2 separate regions of the Sus scrofa genome follow, and region 2 is linked to region 1. The links are chromatin contacts, called in public Hi-C maps. All regions are on one chromosome and are shown on one strand. Each heading gives the region's core, a stretch centred on a gene start, on an enhancer-like site or on the middle of the called end of the contact. The rest is flanking DNA. Distances are from core to core; before and after follow the strand shown. Region 1 overlaps RAP1A (ras-related protein Rap-1A). Region 2 has its middle 9.9 kb from the start of OVGP1.

The links. A called contact is a pair of places that touch in the nucleus more often than the background predicts.
Region 2: a Hi-C map of liver shows a contact between it and region 1, with 5 times the contacts expected there. The contact joins two enhancer-like sites. A contact is called at or near these places in 1 of 47 Hi-C or Micro-C datasets (liver) and 1 of 2 datasets of contacts at active chromatin or transcription factors (alveolar macrophages).

The regions. Positions count from the first base shown.
Region 1 is chr4:108,696,043-108,701,770 of Sscrofa11.1, forward strand. All of the region lies in intron 1 of RAP1A (ras-related protein Rap-1A), which reads right to left. Among named protein-coding and RNA genes, the nearest start is that of FAM212B, 48 kb to the left of the region's middle. Within about 2 kb of position 2,154, at least 8 of the 83 cell types and tissues checked have an H3K27ac peak or open chromatin away from gene starts, as enhancers often do. A contact at or near this core is called in liver, where this site is marked.
Region 2 is chr4:108,915,973-108,922,233 of Sscrofa11.1, forward strand. No RefSeq gene overlaps it. Among named protein-coding and RNA genes, the nearest start is that of OVGP1, 9.9 kb to the right of the region's middle. Within about 2 kb of position 1,354, at least 7 of the 83 cell types and tissues checked have an H3K27ac peak or open chromatin away from gene starts, as enhancers often do. A contact at or near this core is called in liver, where this site is marked.

The sequences.
Region 1 (5,728 bases), core at 904-3,403:
AAACAGAAGAACATACATCTTTCAAATGCTTACAGAAAAATAAAAGGTCAACTTAGAATGTTAAATACAGTGAACATATACTTGAAAAAGGAACGTGAAATCAAAAAAATTTTTTTCAGATCCAAAAAAGGAAAGAAAAGTTGGCAGGGGTGGGGAAAAGGTTCACCAGCACACATTAAAAAAAAAAAAAAAAGCAAAGAAAATTCTTTAGGTGGAAGAAAATAACAGATAAAAACATGAATCTACATAAATGAATGATACTTACTAAAAAAATTGAAAGTACCAGAAATAGTGAGAATAAATCTATAAGACTTTTTTTTGGGCAAATAAGCCAATAGCTGAGATAAAATGGAATACTAAAAATTTCAATTCCTCCACAAAATAGTAGGAAAAATACAAACATACAAAAAAGAACAAAGGAAAAAAATGAGAGAAATACAAAACCAATGGGACAGAATTAAAAGGCAATTAATCATTACATTAAAAGTACATAATCTATCCTGATATTTCAACATTCAAATTCAAAGGCAAGATAAAAATGCAAGACCTACACCTAGATGGTATGCTCAAGAAACAAATTTTAAAGATACAAGAAAAGTTAACATTTATTGGTGACAAAGTCACAGTTGGTGTAATATTACTACTGTGGTTTGTTGCCTACATTCAAAATAGAAACAAATATTAATTTCATTTAGAGGTTAGTAAAAAATAAAGTTTTTTGTTTTGTTTTTTTTTCTTCCCTATACAAGTGCTGAGGACCCTAGATTATGAAGCAGTTAGCATTCTAGGTTACTCTAGCAGGACTGCTCTCACACATTCTGGTTTCAGGTCTTCTTTACACCCTTATACGTTCTTAAGAGCTTTTGTTTACACGGGTCCTCAGGAATGTTGGATTTTTTTCACTTTTCCTGCACCTATGGGTATTAGATAGTTTTTCTTCCACCAACATGTCTACTCTTACTGCTTCTATTCAACACTGTACTAAGCTATGTACAGTAGTACTAGCCAATGCAAAAGAAGTAAAACTGTCTTTTTTCACAGATGATGTGATCCAGTATGTAGGAAATCCTAAGGAATAGACAAAAAAGCTACTAGACTAATAAGTGAATTTAACTAGGTTTCAGGATAAAAGGTTGATACAAAAAAAAGATAACTGAACTGTATTTCTATATACTGGCAAAGAAGAGCTGGAAATCCAATTTTAAAAATACCACTTACAACAGCATCCAATAAGAAATACTTAAGAGATGAATGCAACAGAATATGTGCAAAGACTTGTGTACTGAAACTACAGAACATGGCTAGTTAAGTACTCAATTATTAGAGAGATATGCCGTACTATATTAAGATATGTCCATATTATTACTATTTTTTTTTTTTTTTTTTTTTTTTTAGGGCTGCACCCACAGCACATGGAGGTTCCCAGGCTAGGGGTCCAATTGGAGTTACAGCTGCCAGCCACAGCAACATCAGATCCGAGCTGAGTCTGCGACCTACACCACAGTTCACAGCCACACCGGATCCTTAACCCATTGAGTGAGGCCAGGGATGGAACCTGAAACCTCATGGTTCCTAGCAGGATTCATTTCCACTGTGCCACGAAGGGAACTCCTAAGTCCATATTATTGTCATAACGTCAATTCTCCCCAAGTTGATCTACAGATCCAATGCAATCACAGTTTTTGCAGAAACCGACAAGATGACTTCAACATTTATATGAAAATGTAAATAAGAATAGCTACCACAGTTTTGAAAAAGAAAAAGTCTTAACGACCTGATTTTAAGATAGACAGACAATAAAACTACAATAATAAAGACAGCATTGTACTAGCCTAAGGACAAAGTTCAGTGGAATCCATCAAGTCCAGAAATTAAACCAGGTATATATGTTCCATTCCTTTTGGACAAAGGGACTGTGGTACCATCCTCCCAGGTGGCCCCCTGGCAGTCATAACCTGGATTGTTCCCTCTCATATTCATAGCCTTGCGTAGTTTCTCCTCATGCTGACTCAAGACTGGTTGTGTGACCAACAGAATACGGCAGAAGTGACACTGTGACTTCCAAGATTAGGGCCTAAAAGGCACTGTAGCTTGTACTATGGTCTCTGGGATCATTCCCTTTAAAGGAAGCCACAATCATGCCACGAGGACACTTAACCAGCCCTTCTGAGCAGCCTCTTACTAACAGCTAGCACCAACTTGCCAACTGTATGAGCCAGCCACTTGTGAAGCCTGTCAAAATTTAATTCAGATAATTGTAGCCTCATGAGACCATGAGCCAGACTCTTCCAGTTAAGCCATTCCCAAATCTGGGATCCTCAAATCATTAACTGAGAGACAATAAATGATTACTGTTGTTTTAAGATAGTAAGATTTGGGTTAATCTTTTACCCAAGAATAGATCATTAATACAGGGGCAAATCCATCAAGTAAAGCTAAGGGGGAGAAAAAAAAAAAAAAAAAAAAAGAACTTCAACTTTTATCCTTGTTCATACTACTCAAAATCTAGAAACAACAACCTAGGTATCCTTCAAGAGGTGAATGGGTCAACTGTGGCCTATCCAATCAATGGAATTAATACTATTCAGTAATAAAAAGAAATGAACTCCTGATAGATGCAACACGTGGATGAATCTAAAAAACACGTTCAGCCAAATTAGCCAGACACACACAAAGAGTGAATACCTTATGATTCCACTTATATAAGAAAAGACAAAACTAAGTTACAGTGCCAGAAAGCTATCTGGGACCAGCAGGAATGACAGGCAGCAATGACAACTGCTAAGGAGCATGAGGAACTTTTCAGGGTGCAGGAAATGATCTGTCTTTGATTACGGTGGGGGTTATGTGGGTATACACGTTTACAAAACTTACGGGACTGCACATTTACGAGAGGTGCATTTTATTATAAGTAAATTATTGTTCAAAAGGATTAATTTAGGAAATTCAATAGGGAAAAGGGGGAAATTTTCTCAAAATAACTATTATATACAAATTGTTAGAAACTGAACATGTCCCCTGCAAATTCTTACATTGAAACCCTTCCCACAATGTGATGGTTTTAAGACGTGGGACCCCTGGGAAGTACTTAGGATTATGTGAGATCCTAAAGGCAGAGCCCTCAGGTATGGGATGAGAGTCCTTGTGAGAGTTACAACTTGGTTCTCTCTGTTCTCTGCCATGCAAGTATACAAGACAGCAATCATGAGCCAGGAAGTGGGTCCTTACCAGGCACCTGATCTGCCAGGGCCTTAATCTTGGACTTGCCAGCCTAAAGAACGGTGAGAAAAAACTTGTTGTTTGTCACCCAGACTAAGGTAATTTGCTATGGTGACTCAAACTAAGAAACATAGTAAGGATAAATTAGTAGACACTGGAACAGACATGATGGCAAGCATGATTCTTGTTCTGGATCAAATATTCACAAAATATCTCCAGGTACCAGTTCTATACTAGGTGCCAGGGACAAAAAATAAAGTATGTTTCCCTTACTCTTGGAGCTCACAGAGAAAAAAATAAACTACAATATGAGAGAAACAGAGTTATTACAGAGACAAGATTAAAGGGCTGGGAAAGGATAGAGGAACAGAGAGGAGTCTAGGGTAGTATTTATTTATTTATGCACCCGAGGCATATGGAGGTCTAGGGGATGAATTGGGGCTGCAGCTACTGGCCTACACCACAGCCACAGCAACTTGGGATTCAAGCTGTGTCTTTGACCTACACCACAGCTCATGGCAATGCTGGGTCCTTAACCCACTGAGCAAGGCCAGGGGTCAAACCTGCGTCCTCATGGTTCCTAGTCAGGTTCATTAACCACTGAGCCACAACAGGATCTCCTCTAGGATAGTTTTTAAATGGAGGTTACATTAGTTAAAGCTAGGTGAAAAACTAAATAGGTATGTAGGGAAGAGCATTCTAAGGAGAGGAAACAGCTTGAGCAAATACTCCAAATTATTAAATACAGAAGATTCAGGGAGCATCCCATGGCTCAGAATGGGTAGAACACAGGATTTAAAAATAAGGCATGGAAAATGAGGCCAGGTATGGAGACTGCGTTATGTATACAAAGGTATCTATCATGTTAAAAAAGAGTTTACTTTTTATCTAGTAAGCAATGAGGAGAAAACAATCATTTTTTAAAAAGTAATACAGTTAGATGTATATTCTGGAAAGGTAACTCATAACAGTATGTAAGACAGACTGAAGGAGAGACCAGAGGTAGGGAGCACAGTTAGGAAGCTCCTGTAATAGTTCAGGCAGCAAATAACTTAGGCCCATACAGTAGTATTAGTGCTGAAGAAGGGGCAGTGGTTTTCTGAAGGGAAAACTGACAAAAGACTCCATAGCTGATTAGAGGTTATTATTAAGGGGAATGATGAAGAGTCAAGAGTCGGGCAAATGAGGTGGCTGGTAGCATACCTCCAATTAAGACAGGAAATACAAAAGAAGGTTTAACAAGAAAAGTAAATATTTTCTGCCAAAAATTAGGTTTGAGATTCCTATGGGTAAAGCAGGCAGAGACATCTGATAGATATTTAAAAATCCAAGTCTGGAAGCCCAGGAGAAACTAGTGGGCTGGAGGTGCAGACTTGGGACTGGGTGTTATAAAAGATGACAGCTGAAACCACAGCAGATGAGCTCAACCAAGGAGAATTTAGTGAGAACAGAAGAAAGCTAAGAACTGAACTCTGAGAAACAATCCCATTTTACTATGTAAATGGACAGGAAACCTGAGGAAAAAGTGAGGTGGGAGAGGTCTGCGCTGGACACAAGTAATTCTTTCTTTTCTATGGGAGTGAAAAGCTGTCTGTTAAACACAAGAGCATGTACTGCGCCCAAACAAATCCTCATAACCACAACCCCCTTCCCGGACCCCCAGTGATTCTCAATGTGGGAACTGCTATCATTTTTACAAGATGTGAATTCATCATCTCTTGAATCCAAAAATGTGCATTTTTTTATAATATATATAGCAAGGTTCATTTATGCTCCCTAAATTGCCTCCTAGGGCAATAGAATTTGGGGAAAGCACTCAGACATGGCCAAATTATTTTGGGTGTTCTGTAACAACAAAATATTTGGCCCAAATTCCTCAACTCAAAGGGTAAAACAGTCGACTTCCAAAGTCATTTTTCACACTGTATGCATGGAAAATTATTTTCTTTACACCTAAAAAATACCATGGCTTATAAACATATACACATATGCACACATGCAAATATAAGAATAATGTAACTCAGATAAGAAAACACATACGAATATCCAATAAGGAATACTGTAGATTAACCTTTTCTTTTTAAAGGGGGTTAGTTCTAACTCATTACTGCCAAGTTAGAAAACCACTATGTTCTTCCAAGCAAATCTCATGCCTTTTTATGGAAATCTCTGTGCCCTGCACTCCCAACACAGCACTAGAAAATTTCTCACTCTAGTTAAGATTCCCTGACAAACGAGGAGGACAAGAATAAATATTACACCATGTTTACATTTTAGGTCAATCCTGAATCCCTAACAGTAGAGTCCAAGTTATAATATAACAATTTTTTCACTCTTCGAACTTCAGCAAAATTACTCCTAAATTTTTGATTTCCCTGTGATGCAAATATACCTCAACTTTGTTTCAGTTTTTAAATATTTAAACTAATTAAAGATGAAATAGTTTCTCCTGTACAAGTGAACCTATGAAACAAAATTCACTAAATATAGTTGTAACAAGAAATTTTGG
Region 2 (6,261 bases), core at 104-2,603, 220 kb after region 1:
AGTGGATCTGTCTACTGGGTTTGCGGGGAGGTAGGAAGGAAGCTTCACTGTTCTTAACTCTAACTCCCTGGGAAGAATTGGTGCTTTGGTAGAAACACTTCCCAGAGGCAAAAGCTTAAAATTTGTGGTCATTTACAGAAAGGAGGTAGGGGGTGAGGTGAGTAGGAATTAAACCTGCATTGGCCTGTTGTTCATGGACTTCAGAATGGTGGAGAGAAACTCAGAAGAGACGAATTCAAGGAAACCAGTGCTAGTCTGTCAAGGTGCTTAGAGTGACATCGAAGGAGGAAAACCTAAGTTTTTGAAGAACCACGTTACTTAATTTAAAAAATGTTAGTTTGGATTCAGATCTGGGCTGATGAAGGCAATTCACATCGATTAGTGATGGCCACCAAGACATTTGTAAAACTAATTGAAGTCACAGTAGGAATGACCATCACAATTTTGGTTAAATATCTCTCTTGTGAGAAAAAAGCTGGTTCAAGATAAAAGACGACCTCCAAATAATCAGAAATGTAGCATCACATGTAGGATTATTCACAGACCCTTGATTTGAGAGTAGTTTCAGTAGAGTGAGCAGACTTCCCCTGTGACGGGTGGAAATGGGCTCCTTTTTTTTTTTTTTTTTTTTTTTTTTGGTTTGTTTGAAGTCATACAAGCGTGTATTCTCCATTTAGTTTCACTCGTTCCAATGTCTGAGCACCAGGGAGTAGACCCATTTCCCTATCTTCATTGTTCTTACTCTAAAATCCATTAACCAGACCCATGATGTTCCCCTGCTGATTTCAGGTGCTCAGAACACCAAAGGCTGAGGTTGGCTCAAGTGCAGTTGCAGGTGGCTCCAGACATCAGGCTGCTTCTCCAGGGTCTCTCCTGCCCCGCAGAACAGTAGGAGGCTGGTCATTAATTACCAGCTACGTGAGCATTTCCTGCTGATTTACAATCGCACTATTGGCAGCAAAATCACCCAAGCTCTGAGTGCTCTGGGCTTCTAGCCATGTTTGTTCTAGGCTGCATGATAGAAAGGGCTGGAACTTGGGAAGATTTAGGTGGGAGGGTCCCTGCAGTTTATTTTTCAATCACGCAGCTACAGAGTGATTACCTCATCCAGACCTAAAAGAAAAGGGCTCTGACTTTTAAAAGGCAGATTCTTGTTGCATTTGGACAGCACAAATGATGTGCTTTCATATTTTTTTTTGTGTTTCAGTGGTCACTTGACTCAACTCTAGCTACAAACTAGAAGAATGGGAAAAAAAGATTTGTTCCAGAATATATGAGCATTTCTTTCACTAAGGCATATACCAAGTGTTTCTATGTATTCCGGGGCAGTTTTAGGACATCAAAGAAAAGCCAGCATACATGAAAGAAGCTGAGCGAATTCTTATTGGATCTCCGTTCATAGCAAGTTTCTTAGCTGCATATCTCTGGGTCACACTGAACTTAAGAATCACTCGTGCAGGAAACAGATTTTTTTTGGAAAAAAGATAAGCAAGCTCTAGTCTAGTTTCACAATTTGCGTTGTGAGGGAATTCAAATTTTCGAGAACATCAGCTTTCTATATAGCTTGATTTTGGGAAAGTAAGCAGACCAATCTTAAACCCAAAACAGTCTCTTATTGAGTTCTCTATCAAAAAATGGGCAGTTGTGGAGTTTTTCTTCCTCATCACGGGGTCACAGGATTAGTACAATCCAGAGAGTGACGGAGATGTAAAGATCAAGAGAGGAAGCAATAACTCATTGTAAGTAATAGAGGCACGTAAGATATAATCATTGATCCTAAAATCTTTCATCATCTGGGTAAGTTTTAATGCAGTTCTACTTATTCTGGAAACCCTCCTTGTCTTGTAAATGTTCTGCTGCCTCAGTGTATAGTATAATAAATCATCAAAATTCAAAAGATCAGTAAATAAAGAGTTTAACCCCTAAACACCATCCTTTTAACTTTATAGTGGCAGCCTAGCCAGTGCTACTTGTTGAAAGTTCCCTCAGTGAATAAAGACATTTCATTATCACTGTGGTGCTGGGTGTCAGATTCTGGAATATTTCACTTTGGGAGGCACCATGTTATAAGCAATAGGAACTTCAGTTTCAAATTAAAAGTTTTTACTCCAATAATAAATCTCATCTGGGATCACAGTGGAAAGGAATGAAGCTTATTTGGATTAGAAAGTGTTTTTTACATGTACAAGCTAAATCAGCTTCAAGTTCTGCCAGATCTTTTAACAAGCAACTTGTCTTTTATAGAAACCCTCTGAGTAGGTTAGAAACTGGCTGATCAGTACAGGCCCCTGATCATTATCCAAAATCAACTTGCCTGGAAGTTAATATTAACACTACCTGACCTTGGCACCTGCCATCCCTGGGCTCCTATTGGCAGATTCCTCATGGCAGGATCAACTTGAGCCTTAGTTATCTCTTTCTGTTTTTTTTTTTTTTTTTTAGGCATGACAAAATATTTAAACTTACCATTTTAACTATTTTAAGTGTACGATTCAGTGGCATTAAGTATACTCACATTGTAATGTAATCATTTCCACACTCCATTATCCCAAATTGAAACTTCATGCCGGTTAAGCAATAACTCCCTCCTCCCAGGCTCTGACAACCTCCATTCTACTTTCAGCTCTATGAATGTGACGAGTCTAGGTGCCTCTTATGAGTGGAAGTGTTTGTCCTCTGTGTCTAGTTTATCAGTTGATTTTATAAGGTGTTGACTTGCTCCTCAAAGCGTGGTCCATGGACCAGCAGCATTGACATCATCTGGAACTTGTTAGAAGGGCAGAATTTATATTTTCACAACTTCCCTAGTCACTCCTGCATGTTAAATTTTGTGAAGCACTGGCTCCGATTAGCTTTTGAGAATTCTAGGTGGTTCAGGAACCAGGCAGGGAAGTCACCAGTCATTGAAGAGTGAGTAGCTGTGGTGTATCAGAAGCTTTCAGGCAGTGTGGTTTGTGGTAGTGAGCAAGATGGCAGCCCAGGCTTCAGCAGCCTAGTCAAGAGAGAGAGAGAGGATGAAATTAGTGTTTCAGTGCTAGCCAAAAGAAATAGATTGGTAGAAAACAGAGGGATCATAACCAGTCATGAAGCAGTGGCGAAGTGACATTTGAATGGAGCTCTCAGGGTTGAATGTGGGTTGGCTGATGTTTGGGGCTAGGGAGGCATTCCAGATGGAAGTTGCTGTGTGGAAGGAGCTTTGAGCTTCCTGGACAAGGAGGACACTGCAGCTACTATTAAAAGGAGATGAGACTAGTGACAGCTGCATGGTGGATGCTGTGAGCCTCAGTAAGGATCTCAAAAGTAACACGTACCTCAGAAGTAACATGTTCCATGTGCTTTTTGGAATGGATTCCATTGCTGTGCTTTGGAGGGAAGACTATGGATGCTTAAAGGGGACTGGTTTTTTGTTTTGTTTTGTTTTTTTCTTTTTTTTTAATTTGATCTGAGCCACTAGATTAGCCTTGGCCATTTGGCTACTCCCACCCAGGAGTTAAATCTGGAGGGAATGCTGCAAAGATTCAAAGAATGGGTATCTGGCAATGACAACTAACAGCCCAGTGGCAGCAGCACCATTACCAGTCCCAACAGGGAACTTCCTAATCAGGCTTCCAGTGACAGGACCCAGGCACTGTCCTTTATAGTCTTTCTTGGATCCTGCCTGTGTTTTAAGACTGATTCTTGAAACTGAGTTGTATGAGCTGTTTATAAATTTTGGAAATTAACCCCTTATTGGTCACATCATTTGCAAATATTTTCTCCCATTCAGTAGGTTGTCTTTTCATTTTGCTGCTGGTTTCCTTTGCAGTGCAAAAGCTTTTATTTTATTTTATTTATTATTATTTTTTGTCTTCTGTCTTTTTGAGGGTCACACCCACAGCCTACGGAGGTTCCCAGGCTAGGGGTCTAATCGGAGCTGTAGCTGCCGGCCTTCGCCAGAGCCACAGCAACACCAGATCCAAGCTGCGTCTGCAACCTACACCACCGCTCATGGCAACGCCGGATCCTTAACCCACTGAGCGAGGCCAGGGATGGAACTTGCAGCCTCATGGTTCCTGGTTGGATTCGTTAACCACTGAGCCATGATGGGAACTCCCGGGTCTCATTCTTTTACATGTAGCTGTCCAGTTTTCCCAGCACCAGTTGTTGAGGAGACTGTTCTCCACTGTATATTCTTGCCTCCTTTGTTGGAGGTTAATTGACCATAAGTGCATGGGTTTATTTATGGGCTCTCTATCCTGTTTCATTGGTCGGTGTGTCTGTTTTTGTGCCAATACCATACTGTTTTCATTACTCTAAAAAGCTTTGTAGTACAGTCTGAAGTCTGGTAGCATGATTCCTCCAGCCTAGTTCTCTTTTCTTGATTGCTTTGGCAATTTAGAGTCATTTGTGGTTCCATGTAAATTTTAGGTTTTTTCTAGTCCTGTAAAAAATGTCATGGGTATTTTGATAGGTATTACATTAAATTTGCTTTGGGTAGCATAGACAATTTAACAATATTAATTCTTCTAATCCAAAAACATGGGATATCTTTCCATTTCTTTGTATCATTACCAAATTCCTTCATCAATATTTTGTAGTTTTCAGAATATATGTCTTTCACTTCCTTAGTTAATTTTATTCCTAGGTATTTTATTCTTCTTGATGTGATTGTAAATGGGATTATTTCCTTAATTTCTCTTTCTCATAGTTCACTATTACAAAGGACCCAATAAAAGAGTGAGCAGAAGACTTGAATAGACATTTTTCCGAAGAAGATATACAGATAGCCAAGGGGCACATGAAAAATTGCTCAGCACCACTAGTCATCAGAGAAATGCAAATCAAAATCATAATTAAAACTCACACTTGTCAGAATGGCTATCAACAAAAAGTCTACAAGTAGAAAATATTGATGGGAATGTGGAAGAAAAGGGAATGCTTGTACACTGTTGGCAGGATTTTGAATTGGTACGGCCACTATGGAAAACTATGCAGGTTTCTCAATAAACTAAACATAGAACTACCATATGATCCAGCAATTCCACTCCTGGGTTCATAGCTGAAGAAAACAAACAAAAAAACCCCCCACTAATTTGAAAAGATATTTGCACCCCAATATTCATGGCAGCATTATTTATAATAGCCAGGATATGGACACAAAGTGTCCATCAACAGATGAGTGCGTAAAGAAGATGTGGTATACATACATGCAATGCAATATTACTCAGCCGTAAAATGAAATTCTGCCATTTGTAGCAATGTGGATGGACCTAGAGAGCATTACGCTTAGTGAAATAAGTCAGAGAAATACTCTGTGTTATCATTTGTATGTGGAATCTAAAAAAATAAAATGAATGTATATTACAAAGCAGAAAAAGACTCGTAAATATAAAGAACAAACTAATGGTTATCAGTGGGGAGAAGGAAGGGAAGGAGGGGTGAGATGGAGTATGTGTGGGATTAACACAAACTACTATGTATAAAATAAATGAGCAATGAAGTTATAGCACAGGGAAATATAGACTGTTTTTATTATAACTTTAAATGGAGTGTAGTCTATAAAAATATCGAATGAAACTAATGTAATATTGTAAATCAACTATACCTCAATTTAGAAAAGACTGATTCTATAATTGATTCTTAAATTCGTTTTCTTGTTTGATTGGTTTAGCAATAGGTGGTTTCTGTTGTTTGCAACTCCACCATTACTGTCTTGCTCAGTGGGGAAAATCCTGCATGTTCTGTGAGGCTAGAAGTAAAGTAGAAGCTGTTGTCAAAGTTAGGAGAATCTTTCTGCGAGGTCATCACTGCCCTCGGGAATAACAACCTCTCTTCATTGGTATCTATGAAGGGTATTTGATTTCTTGTTCTGATCCTGCTCTGCTGACTCCACCCTCCTTCCCCAAGAGTCTTTCTGGGGACCCGTCCACTTTGATGTGCCACCAGAGAAGCTGGACAGCTGCTTGTTACTGTATATTTTAATAATAGTGTAGCAGGTGCAGTTGGTTGTCTAATAACTATTCTCCCTGCTTCTTTCATCTTTGCTAACAGGACTTTAATTTTGTGCAGGTACAGGTGGCCAGATCCTTTAGGCTAGAGAAGAAACATATCAAGAACTTGGATCTTGGATGATGGTGCTAAACCCCTGAGTGAAGCAGTGCTGATTAAGCCACCTCTGGGGATTTCTTCTGATGTGAGTTAATAAGTTTTCATTTTGGTCAGATTGCTTCTAGTTGAGTTTTCTGCTGCATGTAGCAAATGCAAATAGTTAATAGTGCATTA